2 separate regions of the Mus musculus genome follow, and region 1 is linked to region 2. Evidence: chromatin contacts called from public HiChIP or PLAC-seq data. All regions are on one chromosome and are shown on one strand. Each heading gives the region's core, a stretch centred on a gene start, on an enhancer-like site or on the middle of the called end of the contact. The rest is flanking DNA. Distances are from core to core; before and after follow the strand shown.

Evidence for each region. HiChIP or PLAC-seq counts read pairs in DNA pulled down with a chosen protein or histone mark.
Region 1: an H3K27ac HiChIP or PLAC-seq map of CD8 T cells shows a contact between it and region 2, with 26 times the contacts expected there. The contact joins the promoter of Il2rb here to the promoter of C1qtnf6 in region 2. A contact is called at or near these places in 2 of 39 promoter capture datasets (HPC-7-derived erythroid cells and frontonasal cranial neural crest), 3 of 15 datasets of contacts at CTCF or cohesin (CD8 T cells, the NIH/3T3 cell line and stem cell-derived epiblast-like cells), 16 of 484 Hi-C or Micro-C datasets (B cells, CD8 T cells, the N1E-115 cell line and 8 more), 13 of 115 datasets of contacts at active chromatin or transcription factors (CD8 T cells, Th17 cells, effector CD8 T cells and 6 more) and 4 of 9 other capture datasets (adipose tissue, liver, macrophages and 1 more).

Annotation. Positions count from the first base shown.
Region 1 is chr15:78,492,554-78,496,867 of GRCm38.p6, reverse strand. Il2rb (interleukin 2 receptor, beta chain) reads left to right here and starts at 1,802. Exons shown (of 10, transcript NM_008368.4): 1 at 1,802-1,920.
Region 2 is chr15:78,527,885-78,532,626 of GRCm38.p6, reverse strand. C1qtnf6 (C1q and tumor necrosis factor related protein 6) reads left to right here and starts at 2,976. Exons shown (of 3, transcript NM_028331.5): 1 at 2,976-3,109. The coding sequence starts at 3,104.

The DNA of each region.
Region 1 (4,314 bases), core at 553-3,052, 35 kb after region 2:
GAAGTCTGGAGCCCTGATATAGCTATAAGGATGCGGCCATGCGGATGCCATGGGTCCAGGGATGAGTCTGTAGCTTGGTGGGCTGATAGGAGGTGGGAAGTAGTTGGAGGAGGTAGGTCTCTGGGAACATGCCTTGGACACATATCCTGTCCTCAGCCTTCTCCCCTTTCCCCACTTCCTGCTTGACAAGTCAGGGAGCAGCTTTGTTCTCTTATCATGGTGTTTCACTGTGGCAGATCTAAGACACCAGGGGCCGGGCCACCCAAAAGCCACAAGAAATCTTTCCTCCTTTAAGCTGATTTTGCCTGGGAATTTTGTCACCTCAATGAAACTAAAATAGTAATCCCATTTTACAGATTTGTGAACTGAAGTTCAGCAAGTCCAGGTCACACAGCCGGGGTGACTCTCCCTAGCAATGGCAGCCCACATACCTCCTTTCCTGGCTTGTCTCAATTCTCTTTTTAGGGTTCTTGATTTCACTCTCCAGCATCCCCAGAGTCCTGGGGATTTTGTGTGTGTGCATACGTCCCTCCATATCCCAGACAGGGCACCAACGACAGAGCAAGAAACAGCTCCACTGAAGTCTAGCTTGGTGAGCTAGTGAGTTTCTTGTGCACATTTATGGAGTAAGGGGTTGCTTACATCAGTTTGGGTGACCACCCCCCCAAGCAACTATGTTACTGGGAAGTCACAGCTGAGCATGGATGATGGCATCCCCATAGTTGTATAGATGGAGTCACTTCTTCTTTGGCTAACCTATCCTCTCTAGTGTGTAAGTACCCCTGAGTTCAGTTACACATCGCTAAAGCTGGACCTCAGGGGAGGGGTTCCTGTTACTTCTCTTCCCTTCTTGTGAGGGGATGAACATCAGCAGGTCCAATCGTGTGGCTCTCTTGTGGCAGTTACAGCTGCCCCGATGAAGATGGTAATGGCTGTTATGTCCAGAGAACAGAATTCTTACAACTCCCTTCTTTTCACAAGAGGGCAGAAGCTTGTCATATTTCCCCAAGCCTGGCATTAAAACCAAGATGAAGGGGAGATAGAAACGGGGAGTCCCTGGTCCTGTGATACAATATGTAAATAAACACCCATTCATTTACGGAGAAATTCGTGACTTCATTGTTAAAAATAAAAGCCGTGAACTGAACCCTGCCACCCTATCTCACCGAGAGAGGAAGGATTAGAACTTACAACTCGGAAAGGAAGAAAGTGATAGGAGGGCCACTCATTGGCCATCAAACTGCTTATCAAGCCTTAAAACCAGTCAGTCACCTTTGAATGCTAGCCTAAATAAAGGGCATCTCAGAGACTGAAGTAAAGGGCAGCATGTAGCGGGGGCTGGGGGATGGCTAAAATGGAGATCAGCAAAGAGGACACCTAGACTCTAGGTCCTAGAGGGATGATGTGTCTGTGGGTGGCTTTGGTGTTAGGGTGTGAGCATATGTATGTGTGTGTGTGTGTGTGTGTGTGTGTGTGTGTGTGTGTGTGCATGCGCGTGTGTGCTCATGCGTGAGCAGAAGTCGATGGTGTTAGGGTGGCATGTGTGAGATGTAGCGGGGAAGAGTAGGCAAAGAAGGGCCTGCCCCCTCAGGTTCTGTGCATAGCTAGGTCCCTGTACCACAGTAACTGTGTGAGCGTGTGTGCCACCACATTCAGTGGCTGCCCCTGGGCGTAGGAGGAGATCTTATCAGTGCTAGGTGTGTGTGGAGTTTCAGGCTACCTCATCACCCCCCATCTCTCCACCTCCCATTGGGCCTTGCCCCTCATCCTCTATACAGGAAGTGGGCTCGCCTTGGGTTTCAGTCTGTTGCTGGCCTAGCTGTTGTCTGCTACCTAAGCTGCGGAGCAGGAGATGGCCGTGGACCCAACCTCCAGCAGGACTGCAGGGAACATCTCGACACAACTCCATGTTGCAGCCAGGTGATGCCCCTGTGTGGTCCCCTGGGAGCCCTGGGCACCCCACTACCTCTTGCTGGTCCTCCCAAGGGACAGGGAGCTGGGAGGGGGCGCTCATCTCTAACTTGGTTCCCTTTGTAGTTTGTATCTGGGCTTTGATGATTAACCTTGTCTTAGGATTCCCTGGGGAAGGGGGTAGCCTGGCTGTCATGGTTTCTCCTTTAAGAATAAACCCCTTCCAATGTCAGGGCACAGTGGCTTCTTCCCAGTCTACTCTGTGGGAAGCTGTGTGCCATTTTCGCTAGGAGGGACTTCCCTGGATCCTGTGTGGGGATGTCTTAGCCCAGAAGGGTGGAGGAAAAGATTTGTAGCTCGTCAGTATTGGGAGGTGGCATGGCGTGTATGGGACAGGTGGGATTCAACGCTGACGCCTGTGGAGTTCATCTCAGCCTGGAGAATTCTCCTTAGTGAGAAAGAGAGAAGGAATCTCCCCCTGGGACCTGGCTGTCCAGTCAGCTATGTTGATTGACAGGTTTCTGAGGGCCCTAGGCTGGAGGTCAGAGGTAGAGTTCTAGCTTAGATTTGTCTCTGACATTACCGAGTGGCTAGAGAGGTTAAGGACATCGCCAGGCATGGGGCTCCGTCTCCGAGGCTGCCTGAGGTAGGAGCTTCCCACCGTTAGCTGTGTTTACAGTACTTCAGGGCCAAGGTGGGTGGCTGAGGAAGGCAGAACTACCTTTGAAGGTCCCCTTTCTTTCACACACTCCTCAGCTGAACTGAACAGCAAGAGGTGAACAGTGGTGTGTGTGTGTGTGTGTGTGTGTGTGTGTGTGTCTTTGTGAATGTGTGTGTCTCTGGAGAGGTGGCCAGAGAAAGGATCTCTGAGGTCAAAGGCCACCAGATCTGACAGACAAGCTCTTGCTTGCCGTCCGTCCTCCCTCAGTCGACCCTGTACCTCACAGACCTGTGAGGCCTTGGACTGCCCCAGCACTGGAACCTTTATCCTGGGAAACAGGCTGCTTTAGGCCCTGATCTTCCCATAGGGAAGGAGCAGTCAGTCACAGAACCTGCTCTTGTGCTGTGAGACCTCTCTGTGACATGTGTGGGTCAGTCTGACGCAGGGAGTGTGACACGACTGTCACTCATGGCTGACCCTCCTCCTCCGTCAGCATCACCACTGTACTGGAAATCAGGTGACCCAGTTAGAGCAGCCTGGGTCTGTGGGATGACAGACCTTTTCAGGGCCTCAGCGGAGACATATATGAGTCAGGGAGATGAACGTCTGGTGGTTGCGAAGGGCATACGTGGGTGAGCCTCAGGGGGACAGTGCCTGGGACTCTGAGATTCTTGGGCTGTACTCACTCTGCCCGAGGCTGGCCTTGTGCTGTGTGGTTTTGGAGTGGTTTTCTTAGTCTCCCAGAGATTCAGTTTCCCTCTTGCCGAAGGAAGCTGCAACCACCATGACTGCTTGAAGCTACCCTGCCCCCCAGCCTGACCCTTCCAGAACCTTCCATATGCTCTTCCGTCTAACCCTGTCCATGATGGGTGGATGCTTTTGTGCCTCTTCAGCCAGGGGTGGGGAGCAGGTTTGAGTGCCTTTTCTTAGGCATTCTCTGTTTTTGGCTGTGGCTTGTGGCCCGGCTATAATCTTGCCTCTTTCATTCCTCTTCCTCTCCCCCAGGGTTATGCCCTCCCTCACCCCAACCCCACGCCATCATGAGGCTGCTCAGATGTCTGGGTCCGACCTGGCTTGCTGCCTTATTGAATGAACACGTAGAGTGCTTCAGATCCTGTTGGGCTCACAAGGGGCTGTGGAAGGCCCCTTGCTTGGGCTGAACCTGTTAGGGCTCCCTTTCTACCCAAGCACCTGCGGGGAGTTGATCTTCCAGGGAAGGGAGGTCTGGGGTGGAACCCCAGTTCCGTAGACTTGGTCCTGGGATCCTTGGTCTCCTTGTCTGCCTAGCAAAGACACCAAATAGCTGCTGAGCTGCCAGGCAGCATAGAGTAGCTGGAAGTATGAGGGCCTGGGCACAAGGCCTGGGCAGTGTTTGATGAACATACCCGGCAAACACTGTCACCGGGCCGCCACCCATCACTTGCTGTCCCACAAACCCTTCAGTGCATGACATTTATTGAGGGCCTCCTGTGTTCCGAGGTCAGTGGTTTGGAGTGGGCACACTGCCTTGGCAGTGTGGTAGGTGACAAGCCAGAGGGATGGAAGGCAACCCAAGGTAGATTGTCCTTCCTTCATGGGGGAGACCAGGGCGAGTGCCACAGAACCAGCAGAAAAGAGAATGAGAAATGGGATACCAGGAGCCTTGGGTGCAATGTGGGAAGGACAAGTCCAGGGAGGCTTTTAGAGGTCCAGACCAAAGCCACCAGCTTATGTGGACTGCAAGAACCACCTAAGGCAGGCCA
Region 2 (4,742 bases), core at 1,727-4,226:
TGGCTGTAACAAATGGACAAACACGACCTGACTTATGTGTGGGCAGTGGCACGGGTGTTCTTGGCCACACGCAATCAGGGGAACCCCAGATCATTCACTTCCTAGCTCAGAGTGCCCATGAGCCAACCTCAGGTCCTGGTGGAGCCTCGGTTTTCTCATTCCTGAAGTGCACTTCACAACTCCATCAGACAGCAAGGTGATACAATGACTCCCATTCAGGTCAACCCAGTTCTTTCTGTGTCCGCCAGGGGGCGCCGCTGGACCTCAGAGCACCAGCTCCTCCTCTTTGCTCAGATTCGGCTTTATTCGGCCACAATCGGAACTACCCGGCTGGACCCGACTGTTCTTTAAGGCTCGGAAAAAATCGTCTCCATTCGGTTCTTCTCGGCCGTACTCGGCTGGATTCAATTCTGTTCGGTTTGCTCGGCTGGAATAGATTCTAGCGCTTTTCGGATATGCTCGGCTCCTCCCCTTACTAGGCTTCCACGGTTTGGGCCCTGGAACTCTGCCTACTTTCTGGGGTGCTGAGGATTGGAGGAATACACTCTGCTCCCCAGCCAGGCTTGGACTGCCTGCTGAGGTACTGGTGCTGGGTGCTGGGGCGCGCGCTGACTCCCTCCAGGAGATGGCGACCTCCTACCTATCTGTTTAGACCTTAACTCGGTAATGACCTTGAACTCCAACTGTGATTTACCATTCACAGTTTACACAGGGCTGCCTTCTGGCGTCAGTAAGTCATTGTCCTGCCTCCTGGGAGAAAGGGCAGGAATGAGCAGAGAAACAAACACTTATATTGTAGGACTCTGGCCTTAGACCTGGTTCTGGCTTTTTGTGTCCGGGTATACATTTACTGGCAAAGGCTGTGAAAGAGTATAAGAAGGTATCCACTGGTGGGTGTGCGGAGAAAAGTGGGTGCACACCTCTGCATACTGGGCTTAACCAAAGTAGCAAGATACCCTTTGGTTGGCTGTTCCCAGACACTCATACAATCCTGGACTCTTCAAGATCGTTCGGCCCAGGGTTATTAAGACCCAGAGAAATGTCAAGCACACCTTTAATCCCACCACTGGGGAAGCCGAGGTGGTCAGAACTCTATGAGTTCATGGCCAGCCTGGTCTAGAGAGTGAGTTCCAGGACAGCCAGGACTACACAGAGAAACCTTCATATCAGCCCCGCCCCTGCTTCCCCTCCAAAGACTCGGGGAATTAGGGACTTACCCAATGTCATGAAGTTAGAAAGAAGACATGGGACAGAGCCATAGTCTGTCTGTTACTCCAGAGCTGGACTTCATGTCTCAAGTCTACCTGATGTGCCTGGACGCCCTCGTGTCTGAGGTCAGTAGCCGGCAGCCTCTGGTTTGCTAGGGCCGGATGAGCAGCCTTGTCCCTGTATAGTTCGGTGCGGAGTGTAGTGGGGTGCACAGTGCTAGGCACACAGCCTTCTGCACTACTGTGCCCTTCGCCTGCTTCTCCCTGACCGTCCATCTTTTCTTTCATCCATCTTCCCGGCCTTCTTCCCAGAGATCTGAGACTGCCTGGTGCTGTTCCCACCCCCGGGGCCGCTGACTCAGCCCTTTGCTCTGGTGGCTGCAGCTTGAAGCGGGTAGCCTCTCTGCAGGTCTGGCTCTGTGCCTCAAGAATGCTGCTCCGGCAGGGCCACACAGAGCCATGCCAGTGTGAGCTTTGTGGTGGCCCTTATAGGGCTATCATCCCCCTCTCTGCTTTCTTCTGCCAATGTATTCCTGACTGGACCTGAGAACTCCAAGTCATTTTGGGAGGCAGCACCAGACTAGAAGAATCTGGCGTCCTCTCAACTTGGATTTCGCTCTGCTATGTGACCTTGTACCAAAGGCTTGATCTCCCTGGGCCACAATGTCCCTGATTAAGGGATGGGATTAGATCATCTCTGAGGCTCGTTCCAGGCCTAGTCTTGCTGTTGGATTGTCTGCCTAAATGCCCAGGAAGCCTGAACCCAGAGACAGCCCTGTCAAGGACCCTAAGAAATAGGGCTGGTATACTTTTTTATTTTTTATTGAAGTCCCAGACCTAAATCTATCCCCTAAGCAGTGGGCTAGAGAGTAATACCACTGCCAAGACCCTCTAGCTGCTAACCTGGAGAGAGGCTGGAGGTGGGGCTAGGAATAATAAATCTAAATACTTTTGAGGACCAAGGTTCCCCAGAGAGGTGAAACCTAGCTCAGGCAAGGAGGTATCCAGCAAAACTGAAATAACAGGTCGCCAAGGGTGAGGGACATTTTACAGGAATTGCACAGGGTTTCCGACCTCCAGGAAACCAGGGCTAGGAGCCAGGGCGGTGGTCTTTGCTAAACATTCCCCAGTTTGCCCAGGAGGAAACTGAGGCAGGGTTTTGCCTAGTCCCAGGGCACACAGGCTGCCTCCCCCAGCTCCACCTTGAACATGTTGGGGGTTATACTTCTGTAAGGGAGCTGGCTTTAGGAGAGTCAGTGAAGGCAGGATTCCAGGTGGGGAAGAAGGAATAAGCCATCTTTGGTCCAGCATGAATGGTAGGGGCAGAATCCCTGAACACCTCCGGCAGGAGAGGCAATGCTCGACCATGTTGCTGGGTGTTAGGACCAGGATTTATACCTATGGAGGATGGGTACCAGTGGCTCATGCCACTCAGTCTCTGTAGCTCTTGGCAGATGGCTCTTGGGCTCAGACTAGATCCGGGCTGCCTCCCTTTTCCTGAGTAATGCAGAGCCCCGCCCCCTCTCGTGCAGCCTCCAATTTCCAGGCGGAGTCTTTCTAGGCTCTTGATGCTCGTCCTGTCTAACTCCCAGGGCATTTGACTCAAACAGGTCCCCAGCGCTGGGCCAGGGCCACAGATGCCCAAGGATGTTAAAGATCCAAGTCTCCCAGTACCTCCGAGGCAGAGCCCCAGGCTGGAGGGGCGGGAGCAGGAGGAGGGGACTGGGAAGCCAGCTCAGCGTGCTCCCTCCTCCCTCCCTCCCTCCCTCCATCCCTCCGCCCTCCTAGCTCAGTCGTAGGCCTAGGGGTCGGGCCTGCAACAAGTTATCATCACAGACATGGGCCAAGGAGCCAGAGGCCGTCCGGGGTCTGTGAGTTGAGCTTGAGGCCGCAGGATGAGGGTGAGTGGCTGGTGGCCTCTCTTCTTCTGACTGGGATGGGGGTTGGGGTCACAGTCTGAGATTCCTCTGTTCCCCTCTTTCTGGCAAGCACATAGCTCTTTCCCTCTCGCCTAGCCAGCTCATTTGGAAGATCTGCCACCCTGCACTGCTGGCCACCCTGCACTGCTTCTGGTGTTTACCTGCCCCTGCAGGGACTTCCTCACCACCCACCCACCCCCAGCCACTAAGCCCCGCCCATCTGGATGATAAGGTCGGTAGCCCAGCCTCCCACCAAGAGGCTCTGGCATTTTAGGTGAGGTGGTGGGGACCGGCAAGACCCCTCTATGGTTGGTGTGACCCCCACACTTGGTACTGCCTGGCCCCTCTCCTAGCACCCAGCCAGGGATCCCAGCTGCAGTTAGTCCTGTTTCTAGGGAGAGGGCCCTGCTTCCTGCTTCCTGCCCCAAAGCTCCAGTTCTGTGTCTCTGAGCATCTGACTCCCAAGGGACCAGACCGGTAGGAAACAAAAATGTCTCCAAACCATGCTGACTCTCCGGAAGTTCTTTGCCTTTCAAGCCATAGACTCTAGAGTGAGGTCTATACAGGAAGAGGAAGGAATGGGCACTTTGAAGTCTTTGACAAACTGGGCAGTTTCCCCCGAGTGTAAGTCGCCCATATTGCCTGGCAAGGAAGACATGTTGGCGGCTTGTGTGAATGAAAGAGGGGCTAAGCTGCAATCACTAGGTCACATGACCACCAGGTCACGTGTTTGTGAGTTATTCGGATTTCCTTCACAGGGTGGGCACATCTATGGTCAGAATAAAGTATGTGTGTGTGTGTGTGGGGGGGGGGTGTTGCTGCGACCTGTAGTTGAGAATAGGCGTGGAGTTGGTCTCTGAGGGAATTCCCTGCCTGTGGAGCAGAACTAGCAGGCCCCAGCAGTATGATCATTCCAGAAAGGGGGTGTCTATGAAGACACCTCCTGTTGTCACCCCAATCCCTAGAGAGAAGGCTCTGAGCTTCTGTCCCTTTAAAACATAGTCCCTCTTCATAGCCTTTCAAGAAGTAATCATTTTACCTTCTCAGCCTGTATTAACCACAGAAAAATATTTTTGAATTTGTACTAAATGTTAAGAGGAACAAAAAGGAAATAAACAAAGAGACGCCAAGAGGTGTAAAAACCAGTCTGGTTTCAATAGCAGTTTCTGATCTGTGATCATCGGGTAGTGCCAGCCCCCGAGCCTGTCACCACCTCAAAGGGCCCACTGCAGGCTTCCGGCCCACCGAGCCAGCTCCTCTGGTGTCCGGCCTACTTCCTGCCCTAGTCTGGAAACTGGAGACCTCATCATATTCAAGGCCCGAGATGGAACATTCCCATTTCTGATTCCTTTCAATGTCCAGGTGCTTTCTGTTCACCCCCCTTAATTTCAATTTACCACCTCAGTGGCTGATTGGTAGGCCTGTCATGATTGACACAACCACCTTCGAATCACTTGGCCCCTGGGCAAGAGTGGGTTGTTAACAACACAGAGATGCCAGAAGGATGAGCCCTGCTAATAAGCCTTATGCTGTACTAAAGGGGACACCTTGTTCTTCAAGAGGGAGACCTCTTGCTTCTGTGCAGAAGTGGCCTGCAGGATCTACAATGCTCTCA